3 separate regions of the Pan troglodytes genome follow, and regions 1 and 2 are each linked to region 3. A link is a contact called in public HiChIP or PLAC-seq data. All regions are on one chromosome and are shown on one strand. The core of a region is the stretch at or near the end of the contact, and the rest is flanking DNA. Distances in the headings are between cores, read along the strand shown.

Region 1 (4,642 bases), core at 2,119-4,618, 250 kb before region 3:
TAGCCCCAGACAAGCATTCTTATTTGGTCTCAGGACCCTTTGACAGTGCTAAGTTATAGAAGACCCCAAAAAACTTTTATGAGCTAATCAATATTTACCAAATTAAAAGTTGAAATTGAGAATGGTTTACAATATATACTAATTCATTTAAAAATAAGACTCATTGTATTAACATACTTTATTAAAAAAAAACACTACATTTTCCAAAACAAAGCTAACTGAATGAAAGAAGAGTGCAGTTTTACTTTTTATTTTTTTTACATCGTTTTAATGACTGGTTTAATAGATATAGTCAAATTCTCATATCTGCTTCTATAATCAATCTATTGCTACATCACATACCATGTAGCTTCTGGAAAACTCCACTGTACATTTGAGAGTGCAAGTAAACAAAGCAACTAGAGTCTTAGTATTATTATAAGAACAATTTTCCCTCAGACACTCTGCAAGAGTCACAGGACCCCTATGGGTCACTAGATAACACTTGGAACACCGCCGCCCTAAACTAGCCACATCAGTGGTTTCAATGTACATTCTATTGTAACACATCATTTTCTCATGCATTTTCATGGATGTCTTCAGATATTAAGTAAACAAAAAAATGCTTTGATCCTTAAGTAAAACAAATAACATTGGATAATTTTTGAGTGTTGGAAGGATAAATGGAGAAGAGTAGATGCCTGGAGATGTGTGGTATTCAGGAAAGTATTTTGTAAGTTGTGGGAAATAGACAATAAGCTATAAGCAAACAGGCAACTGGGTAATTCCTAGCAGTCAGCTGCAACTTCTTTACCTTTGATTCAATGAAGCAAAATGGAATCCCAGTGACAGTAACATTATTACAGAAATACATTGAAACTCTTAGGCTCTGATTTATTTAAGCAAATAATTTGAAGTTTTGGTACTTAAAATTACTGGAAACCAGTTACTCTTAATTACTGGAAACCAGCACTCTGACAATGTTGAGAGGTGCTGTCCTGTGTTATTCAAAGATATAAACTTCTATCTTTCTTTCAAGTGGCTGATGGAGGTAGGGTGCATAGTATTCCATGCATTCAATTCTGCTTTTCATATGCAACTACTGAAAAATGAGAAGTTCACTTTTATTCATATATGTATATAAATGGGGATATATATATTCATATATATATAAATGGGGATATATATACACACTCACATACACAAATGTGGTTTTTGGGGTTTTTTTGAGATGGAGTCTTGCTCTGTTGCAGTGCAGGCTGGAGTGCAGTGACACGATCTTGGGCAACTTCCGCCTCCCAGGTTCAAGCGATTCTCCTGCCTCAGCCTCCCGAGTAGCTGGGATTACAGGCGCGTGCCACCATGCCCAGCTAATTTTTTTGTGTTTTTAGTAGAGACAGGGTTTCACTGTGTTAGCCACGGTGGTCTTGATCTACTGACCTCGTGATCCGCCCACTTCAGCCTCCTAAAGTGCTGGGATTACAGGCGTGAGCTACTGCCCGGCCATGTGTGTATTCATTCATTCATTCATTCATTCATTTACTCATTCATGTAACACATATTTACAGAGAACCTCTTTAAATGTGTCAGGCACTATTCCTGGCAGTTGAGATACAAAACAGAACACACATTCCTGGCCTCCTGAGTCTTGTGTCCTAATGTGATGAGAAATATGATGAAGATTATTAAGTAAAATAAATTATCCATTACACTGTGATAAGTATTAAAAAGTAAAGGAGGAAATATGAAATATTGGGATGGGAAACATCATGATTTAAAATATGCTGACAAGTAGAGGGACTGACTGAAGAGTTGGACATCTGAGCACATATGGAGGGAGCATGATGGGGAAGAGTGTTCTAAGCAGAGGAAACCACAACTGCAAAGACTATGAGGTTGGCAGCTTGTGGAGAGCTTTCTGGGAATACAAAGCTGGGTAAACAGTCTGTGGGGTCAAAGAGGTAATGAGGGGAGGATTTTAAAGCCATCGTTAGGACTTTGGTTTTTACTTGTGTTGGGAAGCCATAGGAGACTTTGAGCAAAGGAGTGGTACGATCTCACTTCTTTTTAAGTAGATTTATTTAGGATTCTGTATTAAGGATAGAGTCAAAAGACTAGTTCTTGGTCTACCATAACACTATAATCCAAACAAGAGATGATGCAGATTGTAGCGGAGGTGGTAAGTAGTTGGATATACTTTGAAGGAAGAGCCAACAGGTTATATGCCAAATGCATATAAGACATAAAAGAGAGGAGTTAAAGATGGGTTTGAACAAGGAAAGATGCAGCCATTTACTGAAATACAAAGACCTTGGGTATGAGTGAGAAGGGGTTGAACTAGCTGACATCTTACAGTCTGTGCCTGGATTCAAATCTCAGCTGTGTGTGTCTCTCTCTCTCTGTAAAATGGGAATAATAATAGTGCCTACCTCATAGTTTATTATGAGAATTAAGTGGGTATATATGAATAAAGCACTTAGAGCAACACCTGGTACATTGTTAGTTAATATTAGCATTACCTCTTCAAACTGGAACCTTCGAGTACATATCAAATTTTAGCTATTCTCTGTTCATGGGCTGTGTAGGATAGAGGGACAAAACTGAGTGGCTAATAAGATAAAGATAGAAAACTAGCTTAAAATTAAAGGATATACACTTCAATATTTCTACATGTATAGAACAGTATTGCATACACGGGCAAGCATCACTGAACTAGATGCACCCTTCAAGAGACTGGGTTACATATTGATATATATGAATGAGAACCCTGAAATAAACTGATTTCAGAGGAATAACAGAAAACATATACATTTCTGTACCTATAAGGACACTGAAAACTTCCAATCCTGAATCAAACAGTTAATGAAATCCCAAAATGCAACACTAATGCAAATGAGAAGACGCTGTCATAGAATGTTGAAATACATACTCTTCCAAAGATAAAAGGTCTGCTCTTCCACCCTCTTTATTTTCCTACAAATTAGGAAAATTTAATCAGTTCTGAAAAAGGAAATGTACATGCTAAAATGGTGAATTACTGCTAGAGTTCTGATGTTTAAAACCACAGGCTTGCGATCAAAATAACCTCTTTAATTTTAGATTATCATGCAGATTAATTTCTTTCTTCAGTTTCTCAGGCACTATTCTGTTTTTTTAAAAAAAGGGGGGTTTCCAAAGAAAACTAATACTCATTTTTTCCCCGATTAAATTGCTCAACCATTAAAAAGGAGAACAAATTGGAAAGTCCTACAGTACTCTCTCCCCTCCGTCCCCCTACTCCCCATATTTTTTCTTGAAAGGGAAGAAGCAGTACTTTTGCTAAGGGATCTTTAAGCCGAAACTCAGCTAGGCGCCCCAGAGCTTCCCCGGGATAGCAAAGCTGGATTTTTGAGCAGCACCACCTGCCGGTCCTACACACGTTTTACTTCCTCCACCCCAAATCTCTTTCTGCTGGAACTGCATTCTTTCAGAGCCTCTGGGCCCTAATACAAAGCAAGCACACTCTAAAGAAGCCAGAAGAATGCAAGCAGCGAAGTCGCCGCTCCCCACAGGCAAGAGAGTACCGGCAGGCAGCGGCGCGAGACAGGGGCAGAACGATGAGGCGCCGGAGCGAGCTCGCCGGTGCGGGTGCGGGTGCGCGGCGCGGCGCGGCCCCTCCTCCGCGACGCGCCGGGTGGTCACGTGACGGCCGCGCGCGTTCCCGGCAGCTGCGGGCTCCGAGGCCAGAGAGAAAAGACTGCGAGGTGGCCGCAGCTGTGGCCGGAGAGGTGGGAGTCGGAGCGAGGCCCTCTCGGGGGAGCAGGGTGAACGCCGGCCACTCTAGGATCCTCACTCGGGGAGAGGAGGCATAGCTGGCGGTGTCACCTCCAGTCGCAACGTACTCCGGGTCGGCCTTGCGCTCGGGGCCTGAGAGGGGCGGCGGCGGGGTCAGGGGCCGGTACGTAGATGGACGCCCTTGGGCTGGCGCGGCCCCGGCTGTCCGCGCAGAGGCGGGATGGGACAGTTCAGCCCTTTCCGCCACCCCCGCCTTGGCTGCTCGGGCAGGCAAGACGACCGTGACAGCCCCTGCGCTGCCCGAGGGCGCCGCAGCCCCTGCCCTGGGTGACGGCCGGAGCTGGTCTCGGTCTGGGTGCGAGGGGCGGAGCAGCGGCCATTACTGCGCAGCCTCTTCCGCCTGAGCCCGCTTCGCTGCCTCGGGTGGCAGGCGGGTCCCTCTCCTCCCCTCTGGGCCGTGGTTTCAGGCCTTTACCCGGGGACCTTCTGGCCTCGAGGTGTAGGGGCGGAGATGGTTTTTCGGCGGTAGCCTGCTCCATGTTTTCCCGTGTGGGGTCAGACAGTTTGGGCCTTGGGTCAGATCGAAGCCAGGGCGTACAGTCTGCATTTTTGCCTTTTCCCGGAGTGTCTCTGGCTGCTGCTTTCTCTTCTCTCGCTCTTCCTCCTGCTCAGTGTCTCGGTCTTGCCTAAAACGAAGAGAGCAATCCCTGCACCTTGTCCTAGCGAAGCCCAGCGCTGCATATTCTTAGTTGTTTTTGACGGCTGTTGAAGCATCGGAACAATTAAGAGATCTCAGAATATCCCTTGAGCCTCCAAACCCTCTGCATCTTAAAAGCTGAGGCTGTTGCTTTGTTCTGATTGTTGGGTGGGGAGTTCTCTTCCTACCCTC
Region 2 (4,210 bases), core at 1,696-4,195, 180 kb before region 3:
GAAAAAAAGAACTATTTCAGGCCAGGTGCGGTGGCTTACGCCTGTAATCCCAGCACTCTAGGAGACCAAAGTGGGCATATCGCCTGAGGTCAGGAGTTTGAGACCAGCCTGGCCAACATGGCGAAACCCCGTCTCTACTAAAAATACAAAAATCAGCCAGGTGTAGTGGCACACACCTCTAATCCTAGTTACTCAGGAGGCTGAGGCAGGAGAATAACTTGAACCCAGGAAACGGAAATTGCAGTGAGCCAAGATCACATCACTGCACTCCAGCCATGGTGACAGAGCAAGAGACTCTGTCTCAAAAAAAAAAAAAAAAAAAAAAAAAAAAGAAAGAAAGAAAGAAAGAAAGAAAAAGAAAAAAGAACTATTTCACTGTTGGGGTTTTTAAAAAATGCAAACCCAGGGGGTGTGGCTACAAGTGAGGGTATCATAGTCAGCCAAATAAATAAATAATCTTTCACTGGCCTCTGGTCAGCTTGCCAAAGAGCCACACCTTCTCCATCACTCCTAGCTGAGGAATCTCTGCTCCTCTTCAGAAAGGGAAGGCAAGAGCTCCTTGTCTGGTTTTATTCATATTTACAAAATGGGTTTATATGCAACATAATCTCTATTGGATCACTAATAAAAATATTGACACTTTTTAAGAAATGAGGTTAATAGACAATACAAAGTCATTCTACATATCTACATATAATACATATCGTGTAAGGGTCTAGTTAGTAGTATTCTTCCTACTTTAACTATTTGAACAGATTTTCTCACAAGACTGTTAGGTGTGAGTTAAGGATAACCTGATGCATTTTCTATAACTTTCTCAGAATGAGAGGCAATTTACCCAGTAGGTATTGAGATAAGACTTGACTCACTGTGTCCTTCCCTTCTTCATTCTATTTACTGAGGATGAAGGGAACTTGCTTTCTCCCTCTCTCCCTTTCTCCCTCCTCTCTCCTCTCTGCAACCTAGGGCTGCCTTCAATTTGGGAAGTGTCCCATTCTAAGAAGGCCAAATAGCCTAGAGCTCAGGGTTCCTTAGGAATGCTTCTAGTCTAGGGAAAATAAGCTGTCAAGGTCATGTACCAGTTCAGCTAATAAACCTGGGAGGCCTACATATTCAGAGCCAAACATAGCATGCCTAGGGTCTTGCTTTTGCCTAGAATATGCCGTTAATCAGGTATGAAGATACAACCCAATGAAGCAGATACATGTGGGGCAGAGGCCACAATTTCCACCTTGATAACTTTAGAATAAAAGTGCTAAAGAAACTTGATAAGGACTTAGATGGTTCCTTTAAAAGTTTTTTTCTTTTTTTGCCTGTCTTCCATAATCCTCTGTTTAGAGGAAGAAACAAGGAGTTAATCTAGAAAATAAGGAGGAGGGACTTATAAAAGCATTAGCATTTTGTGGGAAAGTAGAATCAGTAAACAACATATCTTCTGCTCTCATTGTAAAGGGTCTGTCTGCTCTGTCTTGATACATTACCCCTCTCTCCAACATCAACACTACAGCAATTAGTATGAATGCCATCAGATCTATATCCTTTTATCCTCAAATCTTTAAAACATTAAATATTTAAGTAATAGTAGTATTTTGCCTCATTAGACATCTTTGATCCATCACTGAAATGCCAATTTTTCCAAGAAAATCTTGTAATACTTCATGTATCCTTTCTCTATTAATTCCATATTTTCTCTCTTCTCTCATTCTATTCCCTCCCACTACTGTCTCTCCTTTTCTCTCCTCCTCTTATATTCCTTGTCTGTGCCAGAAAAACCTGAGAACACTGCTTAAGCCTGCTAGATTCACTGACCCCAAGTTTAGAAATCCAATTCTAAAAATTTTATAATAGCCTATTATGTACACTTTCGTCCCAGTTCTAAATTCAGAGACTATCTTAGACAAAAGCTCAGTGATGAGATGACAAGGTGTCAGTCATTATTAACCTACTATAGTATCTAATAGTATAAAGTGAACAAAGCTTAAGATTCAGGTTCTGTAGAAGCATGTAGTTAAACGATTGGTTTATTTTGGATTTCTTCCAGAATCACAGGAAGATGAAAAGGTTCTGAAGCATTTACAATTTTATAAGCTTTCTTCAGGGTAAAACTTATGTTTAAAACTTGCCATGCAGGAAGTCTTGCAGCCCCACCGCAAAGAAGATTCAGTGGAGCTGAACAAGCTCACTACCAAGCCACTGAAAAGAGGAAAGAAAGTCCATCTGAGATCAAAGGTCGCACTTCCCATTTTTTTCAAGTTCTGCAAAGGTGATCTGTTTCCCTTTAGTGCACAGGAAATAAGTGAGATGTTCTCTAAAAGCCTTTACCTGTTTCACCTTATACTGTAATCACTAAATCCAGAAGACTAACGCAAACTCATACTTAAAAAGAAAACAATTAGCCTAGAGCACGTAATAGAAATCAGAAGCATTTGATTTCAGACTGTCTGTATATCGCCTGTTTGTAAAAGTTCTGATTCGGTTGTAGGCTGTCATAACATAAACTACCTTTCAAGGTTCATTACATGCCACCCACAACTCTCTCCCTCACACAGTCAAAATGCACAACTTTCAGTTCCTGAAATCCTTTTGATTTTTTCGCCATCTCAAGCTTTCGCATATGCGATCTACCTGTTACATTTTTGTCTTCCTCAGAGTAACTTCAAATCATCTCCTCTAACATAGGACTACATAAAGTCCCCTTATTGTCTGCTCTCACAACATCTGTATCTCTCATCACCACTCTCACTCACTCTTTGCTGTAATTAGTTTTTTAACCAGTTCTTCCCATTAGTCTTAGCTGCAAGAGGGCATTTGCAGTGCCTAAAGATAATATTCTTAAGACTAAACAGGGGCTTAAGAATCTGGCCACAAATCAACTCTCCAACCTCACAACTCACCCTGTTTCAATGCCATGCTTCTTCACAGGCTGGCTTCCCTTCCTGGAATGTTAATCATTGCAGGAATCCCCGCTGATTATACAGCCGCCTTTCAGGCCAGAACCCAATAAGAAATCAAGAAAGGATCACCCGTTCTATTACTGCGCTGCTCCCTCCCCTCGTAGATTTCACAAATATACTTCTCACCACAAGCTTGTCTGTTCCAAGAGAATGCTAGCTCTTCTAAAGAAGGAGCCCTTTGTTTTCCTTGCCCTTGTCCAGTTCCTCTGCATACCTCTAGCACCTAGAGCAACAACTGCTATACAGGAGCCCAGATGTGGGACAGAGCAAAGAACTGAGTGTTGATTTAATGTTGCCTGAAGTCCTTAACAGCCCCTTCAACCTATAACTTAACTGTGTTTTTAATCCCCTACACGTGTAATCCCTGTATGTGTGCGCAGCGTTAAAAGGATTATTGTAGCTCAAAAATTCTCCAATGAAAGAACCTCTACCAGAAAGGAGCTGCTCATCTTTCGTTCTTGAAAAGTTGGCTGCACGATACAAGTAAGAAAAGTTTTAGTTAAGCAAGACAACTTATACATAAAAGACAATTATAGAGGTCACAGGGAACATTACCTAACTTAGCACAGGGCCTCGAATGTATTCCGAAATTAAATCAGCATGTAGAAAGCAAGCCTCCTCATGCTTTTTAAAGTGTAATCTCGCGACCTCGCGGCGCGCTCTGGGAAGACCGATTCATCTCTTCCCCTCGCCCTCTTTCCCCGCCCGGCGCACAGCCGGCCCGTGGCGCTCGGCATTGCGTCTCCACGTCCAGCGGGGGGCAGGCCTGCGCGGCGCTTGCAAGGGACAAGCCGCGGAGCCGGCGAGGCTCGCCGTCTGGGACACGTTTGGAGAAGCGAGCGGTACAGTCCATTCCACGGCGACATTTTAGGATTCTCCCACTGACAACACTAAACTGAAGCGTTAAGACCAACCCTTACGACCACTTACCGTCGCAGGCCACGGTGGTGACTTCCTTTTCCGCTCCCCTACACACGCTTTTCCGTTTTGCGTGCCTTTGTTTCCGCTCCCCCCGGGACCATCGTGCGCCCCTGTCCTCCGTTCTTGTAGGTCCTCTCCTCTTCTCCGCGTCTTCTCTTTTACTATCCCACGCTCCCCTTTCCTTTCTCCGGGAACTTTATCCCGTTCCTCTGCCGGTTCCCGTGACCCCGGAAATCCCGCTCCTGCCGCGAGGCGCCCTCCGCTTCGCGCTCCCTCGTGTCACGAGGGAGCCAGGGTGGGCGGTCTCCTATTGTACTTGGCTTTTGAATTTTCGC
Region 3 (4,497 bases), core at 1,114-3,613:
AGATACAGAGTCAGACAGGAATTGATGGAAAGGGAGATATAAAAGAAAAGAGGATAAAGTGGAAAAGAAGCTTCAGAAAGAAAAGATATCCATATATTAGAGTTGTCAACTCTGCTTTTACAACTTTGGCTTTCCTCACCATCAAATCCATATGTAAAGCCTAGCTTACTGGAGAAAGTTTTCATTTAATTAGTATTCCCAAGTTCAATTAGAGGAAAAGGGTTATGATGTAGGGCTCCTAGAGAATATTTTCTATGGATAAATGACACTTTCCCCAGGCAGCTCCAACCCTTAATGTTGTTTTTGGGAAAATGCACCCAACTTCCTTTATAATAGAACTAAAAGAAAATATAAATAATGAATGCCTTTAAATCAATCTCAGTTTCAAGAAAATAATAGCATTAAGAATTGTCTATATGGGTTAGTTATTAGCAACCCCAAAACGTATTTTTTCCCTTTTGGGAAATAATTTTTAAAATACATTTGGAAAAGTTGTGGTCAGTTCTGCAGTTTCCTAAGTTTCTGGTGATGAATTTTCCTATGCTTACCCAGTTTTGTAGTCTTATGAATCACTTTAGTTTTAAGTGTAATTGCTAGATAGAAAATATTTTCATTCTTAGCCATCTTCTTACATCGCATATCATAGGCAAAAGTTGTACTTTTTAAAGTGCCCATTTCCTCCCATATAGCAATTCTGAGACAGAACCCAGAAGGCTGGTGCATCTTCCCTCATGGTGGTAAGATCAATTTCCAGTATGTGTATTTCCAAGATAAATCCGTCACTAGCTTCTTTAATCTGAAAAATAGCAAGTTACTGCCTCATGGGTTCCTCTCCCTAGGGATCCAGGCAGCTAGTCAATTAGTTGCCTTTTCCTTAAAATTATTTCTGTCTAAAGCACTGAAAGGGGCATGACTAGGCATAAATTTCTCCTTTAACAATATTTGTTCTATACAGAGAGCAGATTACTTTACTGCCAGTTATTTTACTTGCATTATTCTTGTTAACATCTATTGTTAGCATCACAACTTAGCATGCAGTAATTCCTCATTTTATAAAGAAATATTACCGAAGGGTTCCTAATCCACCTCCCTTTCTGTTTCTGGCACCTCCTTCCAACTCACTTTGAAATATAAAGGTGAACAAAGAAGACATTGGGGGAAAATTGCCCACCAACTTGTTTTCTACATCTTCTCTCCCAGCCGCGATACTACTAGAATGTCTGGCCTAGTTTATCGTCATGGGTGGCACTAACATTGTCTAGCTAACTAACTTATATTGCCAATGCAAACTTATTTTTGTTTTTAATCAGGCAGAATAATTCCAGAGCTGAGAAGCCAATTTTAAACTCAGCCCTCAGACAGCATTAACCCAGGCGAAAGCTTGTGTTCCAGTAACTGGGCTCCACAATCAAAGGTATCCGGCTGCTGTCACGTGGTTCCCACAAAGTGACAAGATGCTGCATCTCTTCAAGGCTTTCCCGGTGAAAATTATCACCCAACCAACCCCGGCACGGCTTAGACCAACACTTTTAATCTCAAGTTTTATCCGCCTGCTAACCCACCCCATCATTCATCCCCAACCCTTTAGAAATCCAGAACTTGCTCACTTCTCAGCAGAGGCGAGGTTTCCAAGTAGCTGAACAAATCAACAGCACTTTCCTTCTGATATTCCGGGTATCTCAGGGTTTATTATTGTGCCTTTCTGCGCCGAGGAAAGTTCAACTTCATATTATTGTACGCGACTTTCCGGCTGAGCATGACTTTGGGCTCGCTCGCCGCAGTTCCACACCCACTCGATTTCTCCAAACAATGGCGGTAACGTCAAGATTCAGCTGCCCACAGAGCGGGTGACTTCCCGGCGGTCCGCGGCTGGGCTGGAGCTGCAGCTCTCAGCAGGCTAACACGCGAGGTACCAAGCTGGGCCAGACGCTCCCCAGGAAGTGCAGAGATGTTCACGAGCTGACCTCACCGAACTGGGCAGGAGAGAAGGCGGGATTGCAAGGGACGATAGGGTAGAAGTAACCAAAGAGAGGTTACTTTCAAGAGGAAAGAGAAGAAGGCGGGGAGGGGGACGGGGGACGGGGGTGGGGAGTGGCGGGATAAAGAGACAAAAAGGCCAGAGCCACGCCCGAGATGGAAGATTGGCAGCAGCGCTCAAACTCCTTGCTCTATTCTCTTATCCCGTACTTGGCAGAGGATCCCCAAACCGCTCGAACACGGATGCACTGGTTTCCTGCAAAGCTTTGTCCTGGGTTCGGTCATTCTCCATCAATTATTTACTTGAGCTTCTTTTCCAAGGAGGCGGACTAGAACAGCCTTCCGGGCGTGACTAACATCTCCTGATGCAGCTGGCTGGCGGCTGCTGGGAGTTCTCTTTGTTCACTCACTTTAATTCTCAGTCGAGCTCTCCACGCGGTGCTCCCTCCCCACCCCCAGCCCGGGCGGAGTCATCAGATGTCGTTTCCACGAATAGATAATGGTTGCCATGATGGGACCCACCGTCCCACAGACAAAGGGTTCTTGCGAAGCCACGACTAATTTAGTGCAAACCGAAATAATATCGGCCCACAGAGATCCTTTACAGAACCGTTTGCCTTCAGTACGTTTTCCTGTTTTCTATTGAGTGCCGGTTTCTACCGTGAAAATGAGTAATTGCTGGGATCCATAATCTTTATAGTAGTGCATGCGAACAATAACAGAAACCAGGAAGAATACATTATATCAGCCTAAAAGGGAATTCATTTAAAAAGAGGAGTTCAGAATATACATGTCTTTACAATTTACACTAACCCATACTGTTTCACAGTAATAATATTTTTAAAAATTAAGTGGAATTTTCTCTTTTTCTTTTCAGTTTCTTCTTTCAGTGGGGGGCGGGGGGCATGGGAGCCTCCCTTCTACCTCTAAGAATTCCTTTGTGAGCTTGAGTATGAGAATAAAAGTAAGTACTGCTTTTGAAAGGGCATTTTAAAATTTAATTTGTCTTACATTTATATGGTGATTTTGTAAGTAAAAGGAAGAAGATATCTTGAAATAATAATAGCTTTTTGTGCCAACATGAATTTTGGCTTAAGAGATTCAATTTTCCAAGTGTTGATCTTGCATTAAAAGTGAAATAAAAACAATTTAGGAGTAGTTTGCATAAAAGCAATTATTACAGCAAAATAAAAACATGCTCAAGCTCTGGTTATTCTTATCTTTAGAGACACATAAAACAAATATGATATCACGATAAAATCATTCATGTTCCAAAATAGGTATTAAAAGCCAATTTTGAGCCTGGCACTGTCCAAGGTACTGGGATGCAAAGCTGAATCAAGAAATTGTCCCTGTGCTGGGGACACTCAAGCATACTGGTGAAAACTGAGATAATTTCCTTATTTTCTTTCAAATACCTTTGGGAACAGGAAAAGTGACATCTGTGACATTTATAATAAAAAGCCCACACCTCGACTAGCATACCAAAAATAAAGGAAAAAAAAAAAAGCAAGTGAAAATGTAATCACAAGTTGGTTTGAATTTATATTAGGCAATTTCTTATTATGTACCCAAACTTGAGCTGTAATATCCTCAATATCAAGATGCACATGTCTCATCCAATCAAAATGGATAAAGTAGATACAAATATTTTTCAGCTCAATCTTTACCAATAAAATATTGATACTGTAAACACAGTCTAAAGACACAGAATATGCATAGTCCTGCTTCTCTAAGAATTTTTACTCTGCTCAGGCATCTATGTTTTGATTTTTTTTCCGAAAGCGGTATCATTTATTTCAGTGCAAATAGTAACTTTAAAAAGTAAAATAAATATTAAGAATGGATTATTATGTATCCTTAAATCAAACAATGTGTCTAAATGTTTCATTTTATAATTTAGTATTATGCAATTTCAAGGTTGAAAACTGTAATAATACAGAATAAGTATAAGCAATATTTAACATGCTTGTTTACCCATAAGTATGCCATAAGAAAAATAACTTCTGAATTGGATATTTTCCTGATTTATTCCTTTATTTGCTGGTTAAAATTATATTGCTTCAACTAAGCAAAACTTAAAAATGATTATTCAAAGGCTTTTTTCCAAGATTTAGAAAGATTTCAGCATTATTTTTACTGTGTTTCAGAAGCAGACAGGCCAATCAGCCTTCTAATGTTTGCTTATAATAATGAGTTATCCACTTCATAGCACAGCAAAATGTGGACCTTCGATCAAGGGAAGAAGGCTAAAGTCTCAAATTGGAAACCCTTAAGAAATACGTAGTTTAAAATTTCCAACCTCCTATTCTCACGACTTTACATCACAATATCTTAATTTATATAGCTTTATATTTTGCAAGGCCCTTTCATTTTGTGTGCTCAAAACAAAGCGTGTGAAGTAGATACTATCTTCTCCACCAAACACAGAATAACTGAGTTTCAGAGATGTTAAGTGACTTCCTCTAGTTAAATTTCAGAATCACAACTTAAACTTGGTTCCTCTTCTCCATCAATTGT

The links. HiChIP or PLAC-seq counts read pairs in DNA pulled down with a chosen protein or histone mark.
Region 1: a contact with region 3 is called in an H3K4me3 HiChIP or PLAC-seq map of stem cell-derived excitatory neurons, with 2.6 times the contacts expected there. The contact joins the promoter of RNF146 here to the promoter of MTCL3 in region 3. A contact is called at or near these places in 1 of 7 Hi-C or Micro-C datasets (stem cell-derived neural progenitor cells) and 1 of 1 datasets of contacts at active chromatin or transcription factors (stem cell-derived excitatory neurons).
Region 2: an H3K4me3 HiChIP or PLAC-seq map of stem cell-derived excitatory neurons shows a contact between it and region 3, with 2.8 times the contacts expected there. The contact joins the promoter of ECHDC1 here to the promoter of MTCL3 in region 3. A contact is called at or near these places in 1 of 7 Hi-C or Micro-C datasets (stem cell-derived neural progenitor cells) and 1 of 1 datasets of contacts at active chromatin or transcription factors (stem cell-derived excitatory neurons).

Annotation. Positions count from the first base shown.
Region 1 is chr5:139,151,676-139,156,317 of NHGRI_mPanTro3-v2.0_pri, forward strand. RNF146 (ring finger protein 146) reads left to right here and starts at 3,369. Exons shown (of 3, transcript XM_518728.8): 1 at 3,369-3,746.
Region 2 is chr5:139,227,860-139,232,069 of NHGRI_mPanTro3-v2.0_pri, forward strand. It overlaps ECHDC1 (ethylmalonyl-CoA decarboxylase 1), which reads right to left and starts at 2,946. Exons shown (of 6, transcript NM_001098573.1): 1 at 2,895-2,946. The coding sequence starts at 2,910.
Region 3 is chr5:139,405,179-139,409,675 of NHGRI_mPanTro3-v2.0_pri, forward strand. It overlaps MTCL3 (MTCL family member 3), which reads right to left and starts at 2,364. Exons shown (of 7, transcript XM_003950919.6): 1 at 1,608-2,364.